Regions from separate parts of the Mus musculus genome. Here region 2 is linked to region 1. A link is a contact called in public promoter capture Hi-C data. All regions are on one chromosome and are shown on one strand. Each heading gives the region's core, a stretch centred on a gene start, on an enhancer-like site or on the middle of the called end of the contact. The rest is flanking DNA. Distances are from core to core; before and after follow the strand shown. Region 1 holds the start of Mrpl22 (mitochondrial ribosomal protein L22). Region 2 holds the start of Nt5m (5',3'-nucleotidase, mitochondrial).

What was found. Promoter capture Hi-C pulls out the DNA fragments that hold promoters and counts their contacts.
Region 2: a contact with region 1 is called in a promoter capture Hi-C map of pre-B cells, with 4 times the contacts expected there. The contact joins the promoter of Nt5m here to the promoter of Mrpl22 in region 1.

Annotation. Positions count from the first base shown.
Region 1 is chr11:58,169,411-58,176,232 of GRCm38.p6, reverse strand. Mrpl22 (mitochondrial ribosomal protein L22) reads right to left here and starts at 4,569. Exons shown (of 7, transcript NM_175001.5): 1 at 4,520-4,569; 2 at 4,391-4,439; 3 at 3,083-3,200; 4 at 891-956; 5 at 24-101. The coding sequence starts at 4,547.
Region 2 is chr11:59,843,927-59,850,802 of GRCm38.p6, reverse strand. It overlaps Nt5m (5',3'-nucleotidase, mitochondrial), which reads right to left and starts at 2,730. Exons shown (of 5, transcript NM_134029.2): 1 at 2,431-2,730. The coding sequence starts at 2,673. It also overlaps a transcript of Cops3 not described here.

The DNA of each region.
Region 1 (6,822 bases), core at 3,320-5,819:
CCCTCCCAACCACCGAGTCTTACCTCTTTAATGATTTGAGCCCCCTTTTTATCATTGAACTCCAGCTGCGCCAAAGCCTGATCAATGGACATGCCTCGTATCTAAAGGGGGACAAATGAATGAACAAACTCAAAAGCAATATTCACGGGGGGCTGACAAGATGGCTCAGCGGGTAAGAGAACTGACTACTCTTCTGAGGGTCCTGAGTTCAATTCCCAGCAACCACATGGTAGCTCACAACCACCTGTAATGAGATCTGACGCCCTCTTCTGGTGTTTCAGGGTACTTATGTATAATAAATCTTTTAAAAAAAAAAAAGCAATATTCCCTTTCAGTGACACTAGCAGCCTTATTCTGTACAGTACAACTCTGGAAACTGTTGAGTTAAACCCAAGCAAAATAGAAAAAAAGAAGAGGTTTGAACTGGATCCTGCCTCTTGGTTATAACCAAGCTTAAGAGCTGCAAGATAAAACCAACAGCTTATGTGTAATGGTTTCAGAACTATTAAGGCAGACTTGACGGAGAGACAGGCTTACAGCAACCACACTCCTCCACCCTACATGAGATAAATGATCCTGTATCTGCTGCATTCCTGCTCCTCACTAAGAATACACAAGAACCAACAGGATCCTGAGGTTAAACCTCTTTGTACAGGTAAGTAAGCAAGTGTCCTGGGTTCTCTCTCCCTTCTTCACCAAGATAAACACTTAACCTACCGTGTCACGATATGTTTAGTGTCTCTCTTGATAACCTGCGGGTCACTGACTATACAGTGACACTCCCTACTCCTTGGGGAGACTGGGGTAATAAGCATTCCTATTCCAGTCCTCAGGAGGAAGCCACAGCTTCTTTCCCTGGGTATCACGTGGGGGTAGGCACGTTAGCTTACCATCTTTGCCAGGTACCACATCTTGTCCTTGCTGTATTTTATTTGTCTCCGACAATGGTAAATTTCCTTGTGAGTAGGAAAAAAAGAAAAACATTGTTACAGCAGGCTCATCGAAGTGACAGTGGCACAGCCACTAGTGCCCATACTCTATGCCCAATGACAAAACTATTATCACAAGAAATAAAACAAAATACTACAAAGATTCTAGGGAGTCTTTAGACAAATTTGCCTTTTTTCAACGTCTCATTATGTTAAAAAAAAAAGATTAGTAAGAAACAGAAACTATAATCTTTTCAAATTTACATACGTTATATGTATACATGTTTTGTCTGCATAGATGTGCATCAGTGCCTACCTGGTGCCCTTGGAGGTCAGAAGGCACGAGTTCCCCTGAAACTGGAGTTACATTTGTGTGCTGAGAATTGAACTCGGCCCTCTGCAAGAACAAGTGTTCTTAACCACTCCAGCCCTTAAACTATAATTTTTTGACCAAGTAGATATTGAATAATTCACAATTCACAAAGCGCTTTTTAGTAGGTTCAGTTGGGAGAGGAACCATCTTATAATCCTTTCGGAAACTGAAACTGACAAACTACGTGGCTTCTTCAAGACCTAAAACCCTGTGAGCGGGGGGAGCAGCCAGGCATGGGGGGGGGGGGGTTCAGATCCAGCATAGGCACCTCCCGAGGTGGTCTGAATGAAAATGGCTGACAGCGAGTGGCATTATTTGAAAGGACTGGGCCGAGATAAGGCCTTGTTAGAATGTGGCCTTGGTGGAGGAAGTGTGCCATTGCGGGTGGCCTTTGAGGCTTCAGAAGCTCAGTTCAGGCCCAGTGCTTCTTTCTCTCTCTGCTGTCTGCTCATCTGGATGGAGTCCTCTTCCACACCATGTCTGCCCACATGCCACCACGCTGCCCACCATGGCAATAATGGACTAAACCTCTAAACCATAAGCCAGCCCCAATTAAATGTTTTCTTTTATAAGAGTTGTCATGGTCATGGTGTCTCTTCACAGCCATAGAAACCCTAAGACATTCCCAAAGTTCTCCAAAGACTCTAAAAGTCCACCTTCTTCCCACTATTTGCCCTCCTACCAGGCTGTCCTGTGTCCTGGAACTCATTCTGTAGACCAGGCTGGCCTCGAACTCAGAAATCCACCTGCCTCTGCCTCCCAAGTGCGGCGGGGATGCCTTTTTTTTTAATCGATGGTTGAAGTTGTAACTCAGTTGTAAGAACGTTTCTCTGGCTTTGAGCCATGGCACTGCATACACAGCATGTACTAGTGCTCACGTGTAATTCCCGAACCTTATAGCAGTTGCATGCCTCCACAAATTCACTTAAAGCTGGACTTTGCTTTACATGTCACTAGAATAATCTCTGACAGTCTGAAGTACGCAACACAATAATTTTATCGCTGAGCAGCTAATAAGAAGATACATCTTTGGTAGGTATCCAATGATTCAATCCAAACCTGAAGTTTAAAGGTTTGTACATTATAGAAAGAAACAAAACTGTAAGTGTACCTAAATTCAAACACACAGTGGTTAAAGCAACATTTTCCAACTCATTATGCTTCCATCAGCTGGGTGTGCTGGGCGTGGTGGGCGTGGTGGGTGTGCTGGGCGTGGTGGGCGTGGTGGGTATGCTGGCACACAACTTTAATCCCAGCACTCTGGATGCAGAGGCAGGCAAGTCTCTGTGACTTTGGGGGCAGCCTGGTCCATAGAGTGAGAACAACCAGGGATACATGGATTCTGTCTCAAAAAAGCCCGATGATGATGATGATGAGGAAGAGGACGATGATGACGATGATGAGGACGACGATGACGACACTACCAACAAGCCTCACGTAGTCAAAATCAACATCTCAAACCCTTAGGTCAGTTTAGGAGGTAAAGGCAATCTGGTACAGTTAGGTCAGTTAATTAGAACATGTAAATTACTTCACAAAGCCCCTTTAACCCGGAGGAAAACCTCACTGCTTGGCACATAAGAACACAAGTACTGGTCAAGCAGGGCATGGTGGTGCATACCGTCAATCCCAGCACTTGGGAGGCAGAGGCAGGCAGGGTTTTGTGAGTTCAAAACCAGCTTGGGCTAAGTGCTGAATTCAAAACCAGCATAAGACCCGACTCAAAAGAAATTAAAAATAGATTTAAAAACTAGGGGATTACTTCTCCCTACAAACTTACCGCTGGTCTCCGAGGTTCGCCAGGCAGTTGAGGTGGGTAAACAATCTTATTCTTCTTCTCCCATTTGCGAGAAATGTCAAGAGAAGCACTCGTGTGGATGCACGACGGGGGTAAAACCCTGAAAGGAAGGAAGCCCATAAGACAACAGAAACTTGGACCTCTCTGCCGTTCTGGGAGCCACGTCACCACCACCCTTATCCAGACACTACAGAGCTGGCTCGTCTCCCATCCAGATACACCTGCAATCTCTAGGCCTTCAAACTTTCTTCTCCAGTTTGAATCACTGGTGTTTACATTTTACATAGTTAAAGCCAGCGGCACACTGTCACTTCACTGGGCCTTGGTTTTCATGTATGTAAGAAAGAGGAAAGAGGCAATGTCTCTAAGGCCTCTAACATCATTTTATATCATCACTCACAGCAGGGTGACAGAACCATAAGCTGCTCAACTCTGACTTCAATCTTTCAAAGAAGCCATTAGGATAAACTATTAAACAAGATTTTGTGAGCGTGAGGTACCTACTGTCTGCCATCCCTTAGAAACTGCCTTGCATTTCTCAAAACCTCAATACAGATTTGGCAATCAATATGGTGTCTGGTAAATTAAGTATGCCATGAATTAACAGTGACAAAGTTTCATGAATACTTACAGGTTTTATGAATACTCAGGACTGAAATGGGTTTTAAACGGAATCAAACAACTATAATTATATTATGTCAAAATATTGCTCCAAAGAAGCAATTCATTTGCAAGTACTATATATGTAATCGAAACTTCGGATGTACCCTACGGATCCATGCCAGTGCTAACTCAACTGCATAGGGACGCTTGTGTCCTAGCAGGACAGTGCATGGCCTAGGATCCCAGCCTCTGACTGGTAAGCAGAAGCCAGACTGACTTATGGCGAGACTCAAACAAACAAACAAAAGGCTTTCTCGAGAGGCTCCAGAATGTTCTGCAGAGCAAAAGGCTCAAACTCCAGTTGCTGAGAAACAACAGCGAACGAATGTACAATGTCAGGCAAGCCTCGAGTCTCCAAACAGTCCTTGCCCACGGCAAGTGAATAAAGAAATAACCAGGAATGTTTGTTGGTATAGCACACAAAGTCGAAGATTCGAATCGTGCCTACGGAATAGGGAGAGGCTGGTCAGAAAACACCGAGAGGAGCCCCCGGAGGCAACAGTCTCTATGGGGTTCTGGGTCGGGCCGCCCTCCACCTGAGGCCGAAAGTACTGCCTGGCACACAAGTGCACTGTGATCGATGCAGATCAGGCGCAGCCTGCAAGATCTTCGTGGCAGGACTCTTACCGCAGCGTCTGCGTTGCCCAGATCCTCAGGTTAGGTACCCTCAGTGCACCTGCAACGTGAATACGAGCTGTCAACTTCGATTCTCTTTATCTCCTCCTTCCCAAATTCTAAGAAAGACTCAAGCCTTACCCAACTCTCGCAGTAGTGCGGCCGCCATGCTGAGCCCTACGGAAGCCTCCGGGATCAAACGCCGGCTGACTATACGCATGCGCAGTCCGAGGCCGGCTTCCGGGACCGGAAAAGTCAGAGTGCGTTGTCATGGAGACCAGGAATGCGTCGTCCTTGTGAAAAGTCTGGTCAGAGCAGTCTTTCTTTGGAGTGAATGACCTCATAAAGACTGAAAATCAGAAAAACTGTGACCTCACCTCATAACAGCCTGAAAAGGGCAGGAGAACCTTTTAATCCTAAATATTTAAGGCCAAAGATACAAGAAAGACCACTGATCCAAATCATAATGGCCAAGTTAATTAAAGCAAGCAATTAATTAAAGCAAGCTTTTTTTATTTGCATACAGGAACTGCTTCCCCCTAAAGCAACGTTTGAGAAGGCAGCATCGGATATGAGGAAGACAAGGTTTCTATAGCTCAGGGGTTGGGTGTTTCCAAATGGATTTGCTAGGTGGAGGTTACAGGAGCAGAACTAGAACAGGAGCTGACTAATAAGTTAGTCCCATAAACAGAAACAGACTAGCAAATTGGTCATAACCACCTCCTGAAAGAAAGTTATGATCACAAGGTGGTCCTAAGAAGGTAGTCATAAAAACCTTTTTTTTTTTTTTTTTTTTTTGGTTTTTTGAGACAGGGTTTCTCTGTATAGCCCTGGCTGTCCTGGAACTCATTCTGTAGACCAGGCTAGCCTTGAACTCAGAAATCCGCCTGCCTCTGCCTCCCGAGTGCTGGGATTAAAGGTGTGGGCCACCATGACCGGCCATAAAAACCTTTTGAAACAAAGGTAGGATTAACAAGATGGTTTTGAAACAAAGACACAGTTGCCATTTTCTGGAACCCACAGAACCATGTATAGTTAAGATTACAGGTGTGGCATAGCCCAATCAGTGAGAAATGGAGGTTTAATCATAAACAGGAATGAATCTAGTTTGCCTCTACTATAAGATACCTTTTGGGCTGGTGAGATGGCTCAGTGGGTAAGAGCACCCGACTGCTCTTCTGAAGGTTCGAAGTTCAAATCCCAGCAACCACATGGTGGCTTACAACCACCCATGATGAGATCTGACTCCCTCTTCTGGTGTGTCTGAAGACAGCTACAGTGTACTTACATATAATAAATAAATAAATCTTTAAAAAAAAAAAAGATACCTTTTAAGCCTAAAATGGAGGCAGGCTGGTTCATCAAACTCTGTCTTCAGTGGGCCTCAGGGTTCTTGTTAAAAATGACTGTAACATCAGCATGTGGGAGACTGGTGTTAAAGAACCACCATGTTACACAAGCCGGGCTCTGTCTCAGAGAAAAGGAGCCTGGCGTAGCACCACATGATGTAATCCCAGCGTATGAGAGGCTGAAGCAGGAAGATCTCCACCAGTTTGTCGCCCTGGGCTGCAAATTCCAGGCCAATCAGAACTACACAGTGAGACTCTATCTCAAAGGAAAAGAAGAAAGAGGAAGGAAAGATCACTCTAACACAAATTTGTGAACATTACTGAGAAAACTCTTTCAGAAACCAAATTGCCTGGCATGGTGGCCCACACCTTTAATCCTAGCACTCAGGAAGGCAGAAGCAGGTAGATCTCTGTGAATTCAACACAGTCTGGTCTACAGAGCAAGTGCCAGGCTAGTCAGAGCTATATAGTGAGATCCTGTCTAAAAAAAAAAAAAAAAAAAAAAAAAAGCCAACGGGATGGGGTGTTATCGAGATGGTCCAGCTGACAAGCTGAAGTCAGTCAGTCTCTAGGCCCCATATCATGGAAAGAGAGCACCAACTCCTTGACCTCTGACCTCCATACACACACATTGTGAAATATGAGCACACACACACACACTAAATAAATAATAAAGACTAAGAGACGAGCTAATGCGTTTGTGTGCTCCTGGCAAAACTAGTGATCAATGTGGAGTCTGGTAACCCTGAATTTAGTGCCCTTAGGCTATGCTAGCATAGGTAAGGGCTCTCTATTAATGATAGCCATTGCAAGTTTCCATATGCCACATTCAGGAAGGGCTAACAGCAGTACAGAAGTACAGTCGAATCTGAACAAGTTGCTTGGGTTTGAGTTGTAAGCAGAGTTCAATTCTTTTTTCCCTCCACACCACTAACTAGTTCTCACAGCATAGGCACTCCATTAAGCAGGAGGCGGGATGTCAAACCTCTGCTCTTTAATCTTTGAATACCCCAGTATCAGGAATCAGAATTCCCACCCAACTACAGAGTCTCTTCCTGTCCTTTCTGATTCCTGACTCATTTCATTTATTTTGAC
Region 2 (6,876 bases), core at 1,481-3,980, 1.7 Mb before region 1:
GGTACTAAGAAAACCCAGGGCCTCACGCATCCTAGGCAAACACTACTGGTAAGCTAAACCCCTAAACCTTCATTGTATTCTCCTTTCCCTTCTCTTCCTCCATCTCTATCTCTTCTTCCTCCTTTTCCTCCTCCTCTCTATGGTACGGTTTGAAACAAGTCAGCTTGCAGAGTCTGGGTAGATTTCATTTTATCCCATTAGTATATTCCCGGGGCTGGAGAGACGGCTCAGAGGTTAAGAGTACTTGTTGCTCTTGCAGAGGACCTGGGTTCAGTCCTAGCACCTACATGGTAACTCCAGTTCTAAGGCTTTGGATACCTTTTTCTGACCTTTTGTACACCAGGACTGTACACAATGCACATGTGTATATAAAAGCAAAACACCCACACACATAAAACTAAATTTAATATATTCCTACAAGGAAACTATGTCCCCCAAATTCAAATGTTGGTCAGCCATCTGTAAGTGAACCCTATGCAGTGCAGCAGTTGATTGCTGAGGTGACAGAGCATTTCCTTAGGTTTAAAGCTTTCATAGGTCTCAGCACGGGAGAGATCAGCTATCTGGGCTCTGTGGAGATGCTTGCAGCAGTACCATCTGTGAATGAACAGAAATGATACCCCATGTCCCCTTTAAATACCTGTCCCTCAGTAAACCAAATTACTGTGGAGGTACCTTCTTTATCATGTAGGGGCCTGGGAGCTGGGGGTGCAGAGCTGCAGTGCTAGGACAGAACCCTAGAGTCTTGTACTAGCTAGACAATCCTCTACCATTGAGCTGTATTACCACCCACCCCCGTACTGTATTGAAATCAAAAGAGAAAGCAGAACAGAGAACAGGGCAGTAGGGTGGTTGGAGAGAATTGTGTGGAGCAGGCAGACGTGTTGCTGGGGCTTGAATCCCATCTGCGCTCCTTACTACCCCGTGATGTGATGATGGCAGGATGGCAGGTCTCCTTGTGTGCAAGGAGGAAACAGGAGCATCTTCCCACAGCAAGATAAGGGAATGGAGAGAGTGCTGAGTGAAGTCCTGAGGCAATGTGCTGTCACTGACATAGGCAGAGCTGTGTCAGCACCCCAGAACCTCAGACCCATGAAGGAAGGGCAAAGCCCCACCCCCATCCCCTGGCATGAAGAAGCCTTCCTCTGGTCCAAGTATAGAATTTGACAGTATATGCAGAGAATGGCCACTCTAGCTTTCCCCCTTGAATGTTTCCCCCCTGCAGACTGCCTCCCCTGTTTCGTTACACCTCTGTCCCCATCCCTGCCCATCCGTATACACCCGCCTTTCTGTTGATCCCTACAAACACCCTGGGCTTCCAAGAGTGCTGTGGTTTCTCCAGAAAAGAGCCCAGCTCTCTGTGTGTCTTTTTCTTCATGACCTCACTGCCTTCAGTCCTGGAAGACTGTGAAGAACGAGATGTTACAAACCTGATAAGTTAAAAAACAAAAACAAAAAACACTCCTCTGACCATCAAGCACTATAGCCCCTAGACAACCAAGTGAGAAACGCTGGAGTTTCTAAGTTTATGCTGAGCAAATCCCCCTATTCCTTTCATAGAATAGTTTAAGTCTCCAAATTACACTTTACCAAAAAGCCTGGATCTCTGTCTAGCCATGAGGGATGGGAAGGTTGGGGGAGTGGTGCCCAAGGTCTTACCAAAAACCTTACACTGGTCAAGAGGGAAGTTTCACTCTTCCCAGTCCGACTCCCCATGTGACACTCTGCAAGTCACATTCTCTAGCATACAGTATCACTCAAAGTTATGCTTCCATGGGGTAAAAGAGGATGGCAAAGACACTCCTGTCAATTTCATTGGGAGGGATAGCCATGTCTGGGTAAGAGACTGAGAATGCTCGGTTTTGTTTTTTGTTTTTGTTTGTTTTTAATGTAACCAATTATCTGAGGCCAAACACACCAAGAATTTAAAATTCAAGCCCAGCATGGCTTGCAGTCTCAGCTTCTTGAGAGACTATAAAACAGGAGGATCAAAAATTTAGGCCTCCCTAGGCTACACAGTGAATTAGTTCAAGGGCAGCCTAGGGAAGCTAGTGAGAATGAAGGACAAAGTACAAAGTAAGAGGATGGGAGATGTAGGTCAGTGGTTGGGAGCCTGTCTAGTCTACAGAGGTCTGGGTTCAATCTCCAATATTTAGAAGAAGTGGATACTGAAGGGCAGCGGCAGGAGAGAGGAAGAGAGGGGAAAAGGGAGTCCAGCTGGGAAGGGGGATTAAGGAGATAGCTGGAAACCCAGCAACAGCTGAATGGTTGGTCCCTCTAGCCCTGTAGCCCTAGTCCTCCCAGGATCCGTGTGGTACCAAAGAACCCGCCAAAGGTCATTGGAGGAGTCGAGCTGGCTTGGGGCTGGACAGCTGCGGCCTCAGTTTCCCCTCCCCGCGGGGCACGGCTGCGGGGCCGGCTGGTGCTCACGCTTAGCCCAGGCTGTAGCCGTCCGTACTGCTCCGACACCCAGAAGCCGCGCCGGTCCTCCAGCGCCACGAAGGGCAGGTCGGGGAAACGCGCGCGGAACTTCCGGAGGAAGCCGCCCTCAAAGTCCGCCAGCACGCCGTCCATGTCCACCAGCACCCGCAGGGCGCGGCTGCTCGCCCGGCTCCGCTCGGCCCGTAGCGGGGCACCGCGGGGACGCGCACAGCAGCCGCGCAGCCTATGCATCGCCCCGCTCCTCGCCCGGGGCCCGCGGCAGACGCAGCCTCCACCGCGGACACGGACGCGCAGGCTCCGGCCCAGAGCGAGGCCGGCGCGCAGCCCCGCCGCCCTTAAAGGGACATGCGCCCAGAGAAGGTGAGCGCGACGTGGGTGCTGATCGCCCTGGGACATCCAGTCCCAGGTTACAGCCGCCTGTGAAAGCCAGACTGGAGCACTCTTCCTACTGAGGCAGTGGTGGATGGAGGAGCTCACCACCGGAGGAACAAATCCTTAGGTATTTATTGAGCGCTTACTTCGTTGAGCTCTGAGCCCAACAAAGTTCCAGCCATCCCGGATTATGGGTACAGGTTTTTAAACAGCTTGTCATTCCCAAGTATAGACAGGGAGGATTTCAGGTTTTAGGTACAGGTAAAGGCAGATACACCTGCTGTGTGTGATCCTCTTTGTTCATAGATGCTGAATGTTTGCAACCATAACCTTATAAAATTTAAAGCTATCAGAGGTGTAACCTTCAAATCTATAAAGGTTCTAAAAAAAACAGATGCTCTGTGTCCATCCTAACATCACTGGATTCAATAGTGAATCTCCAAATATGTCTGTAAATTTGTTACTGTGCTTCATGTTATTAAAAAAAAAGGAATTAGTAGGTAGAAAAAATATTTTAAAGGATGCAAACATGAAGGTATTTTTGGTAAAGAAAGGTCTCTGTATGTTAAATCTTGGTCCTTCCTGATCTAGATTCCCAGCACCCTGCTGGCTGCTCACAATCCTCTCAACTCTGAACACAGGGGATGCATACAGCACCCTCTGCTGGCCTCCATGGGCACATGTGGTGCACAGACATACATATTGCCAAAACGTGGGGAGAGAGAGAGAGAGAGGGAGGGAGGGAGGGAGGGAAAGAGAGACAGACGGATACACAGGATGTTTGTAAAGATTTTTTAAAAAGACTCTGTCCTAAAGAGAAGAGGGATGGCTGGATGTTTCCAAAATAAGAAAGATAAAGACAAAGCTAGAAAGCTCATGTCCCAAAAGGCCAAGCAAGTTACATGGGAGGACCAGACAATCTGTTGTGAGATTATGTTTTCTGGAAATGACAGAAAAACTTCCATAATAATATGGCTGCCTAAATAAGACCACAACAAGGAACCACCACTGATAGACATGCTAACATGGAAGAGAGACAGTGCTCACAACAGTCTGTAGCTTCAGTTTCTGGAGATTCAACACCTTCTTCTGGCCCCCTCAGGCACCAGGCAAGTGTGTTATACCCATACATACATTCAGGAAAAATAAATATCTTTAAAGAAACTCACCCTCCTTGTCATCTATGAACTTCATTCTCTAAGTTCATGAGACAAGAATCTAGAGGCACTGACTCAGTAAAAGCTTTGTGACTATTGTGGACGCCCGATTCGCCAGCAAGGAAGACACCACAACAGGATTCTTCTGCACAGGTTTATTGGAAGAGCTTGATAGCGAAGCCAAAAGACCCCAGCCCCAAAACTGGCGCTGCTTATATAGGCCTAGGAGTGGCGTGTCTATACCTGATTGGTTGTGCTTTCAGTGCCTCATTTACATTCCCCGGGATGGGCTTTGATTTGGTGAGAAACCCTTATGCACATGCGCACAATGGTTGTTTACCTGAACTTACGGGCGGTGGCCAGCGGTGGCCAGCGCCATCTTGTAATGGCGTATGTGACTTCCCACAACTATGAGCTGCTGGAACCCTATCCTGAGGTAAGCCCACCGGGGCTAGAGGGCTTGGCACAGTCAAGGGTCTTCCTAGTTCACAAGGTTTTCAAGGCAGTGAACAAGAGCTGGGGAGAAGAGGCTCTTCCTGTGGGGCTCCCTGAAAGTTGGGCAGGGAGCAGCAGGGTTGAGTTTTCAAGAGCCAGACAAAGCTGGACCTTTTATTAATGCAGCTGTGTGAGTTGTCCATGCACCTCTAACTAACCCCTCACCCTTATGCGTGGTGGTAATCTGAGTAAACTCATCGGTTCACCAAGCTAGTCTTGGGTGGAATTTTTTCTTTGGTCTATCATATCTCTCCAGGAAAAGTCACACAGCACAATCCATAAAACATGCCACTTCAACTGGGCTTGGCTGGCCAGATCAAGTAGCACAGTCACCCTGAGCTTCAAAAATGGTAGAACGAAAAGAAGTGGGACAGTTGCATGTTGTCTGGGGTGACTCCCACTGCAGTGTTGGTAATCTTCAAAATCCTGACCAGAGTGACCGTCTTTCAGCAATTTGTCATTTAGTGTCCCTGTGCCAGCCTGCAGCAGGAAAGACCATCTTTCCTGGGACAGTGTTTGCTGAGCCCAGCAGGATGCTGGGCTAAGCTGTGCTGGGCTGGAGTGATGCACACAGCGCATCACTTTCCCAGAGTCTGGTTTGTCTGTTTCACATTTGCTGAGCCTGTAGTCACTCACATCTGCTGTGTTAAGACAAGCTTAGGTTTGCATTAATACTGCTGCAGGTTACAACTGTACCTCAGGAGACAGAACGCGCTGCCTAATGTCTAAGTCCTGATCCAATTCCTAGCACCACACAGATGAGATATAGTGAAGTACATCTGTATTCCTGGTGTGTGTCTGTAGACAGCACTACATAAAATTGAAGCTTAAGCCGGGTAGTGGTGGTGCACACCTTTAATCCCAGCACTTGGAAGGCAGAGGCAGCAGATTTCTGAGTTCGAGGCCAGCCTGGTCTACAGAGTGAGTTCCAGGACAACCAGGGCTATACAGAGAAACCCTGTCTCGAAAAACCAAACCAAACAAAACAAACAAAAATGGAGCTTAAGGGTTTGGGACTTTTTCATGGTCCTACAATTAAATCTTATTAATTAGACTCATTTATTTTGCCAAGTGGAACTTGATTTTTTTTTTCTTCAGTCTGCCTGTGCCCTTTTTATTTAGGGTGAACAGTGTCTCAAGAAAGTCATAGGACACACCAACACCTGCCTGAAGGAATCACAGAAGGTGCAGTGCCTTTAGACTTACCGTATCAGGACACTCCTAGCCTAGAGCAGGGAAACAATGCAGATTTAAACAATTCAGTGATAAGGGTGAATCATCAAAGGCAGTGCCATCTTGTTCTGACTCCATGTGGGGATTTTAAAACAATTCTCAGCCCTCTATACCCAGAACAGTCATATCTACCTTGGCAATGCAATTGAGATTTCTGACAGATGGACCATGGTCCAGATCACTAACCAAAATAATGTTTCTACAAATTTAAACTAAAGCAACTGAAGAAGGTACAAGTCAAAAGTGACCATCGCATTACATGTAAAATAGTTCCTATGATCTGCCAGAAACGGATGCTTCAAGGTTACTCTGACCTTCGTTTAACTTCGAGGTAAATTATGATCTTAGTGGTTTTGCCTTTCAAAACATTGTATTCCTGAGCTTTGGCAACAGGAAACATGGAGGCATGAGCCTATTTTTGGTTGCTGGCTAATAAAGGACTCATACTTTTAATTGGCTTAATCAGTGTGGTTGTCTGTATCTTTCTCAAGTAGATTATTACAAGAGGAATCTGATGTGTCATATCTTTTGGCTAAAGAGTTCAGAATAGGAGTGCTTTGGACAAGATTGGCTCTAGTGACTCATATTATAGGACTCATGTCTTTGTCTCTGTATTTTGAGATACTATTGACTCTTGGTACCACCAGGTTTTTCCATTTGAAGAATCAATTAACCACGGTTCAAAAGTATTCTTTAAATGTTTCTTCTGAGACAGGGATGGTGGTTCCTGCCTTTAACCTCAGCATTGAGGTAGAGCATAGGCAGGCAGACCTCTCTGAGTTCTAGGCCAGCCTGGTCTACAAATTAAGTTCCAGGCCAGTCCGAGCTGCAGTGAGACACAGTCTCAAAAATAAATGATCAAATAAATAAATGATAGACAAATAAGTTTTCCATTTGTAGTGGACATATGTGTACTTTTCCTTACACCATACACTGTAACATCTGTTGACAGCAATTACATTGTATTGTTATTAAATGTAACTAGGGATGGATGGAAGTCTGAGGGAGGATGTGCATCTCTCAGACTCAAACACTTCAGCATCTTATATTGTACTGCCCAAAGTAACTTCCTTTTGTCCTAGTGTTAGCTCAGCCAACCACTTCCCACCCCCGGGCCAACCACATTCTCTGTGCAGACGATTCTCACGCTGCCACATCTGTAGCTTCCAGAGGTAGA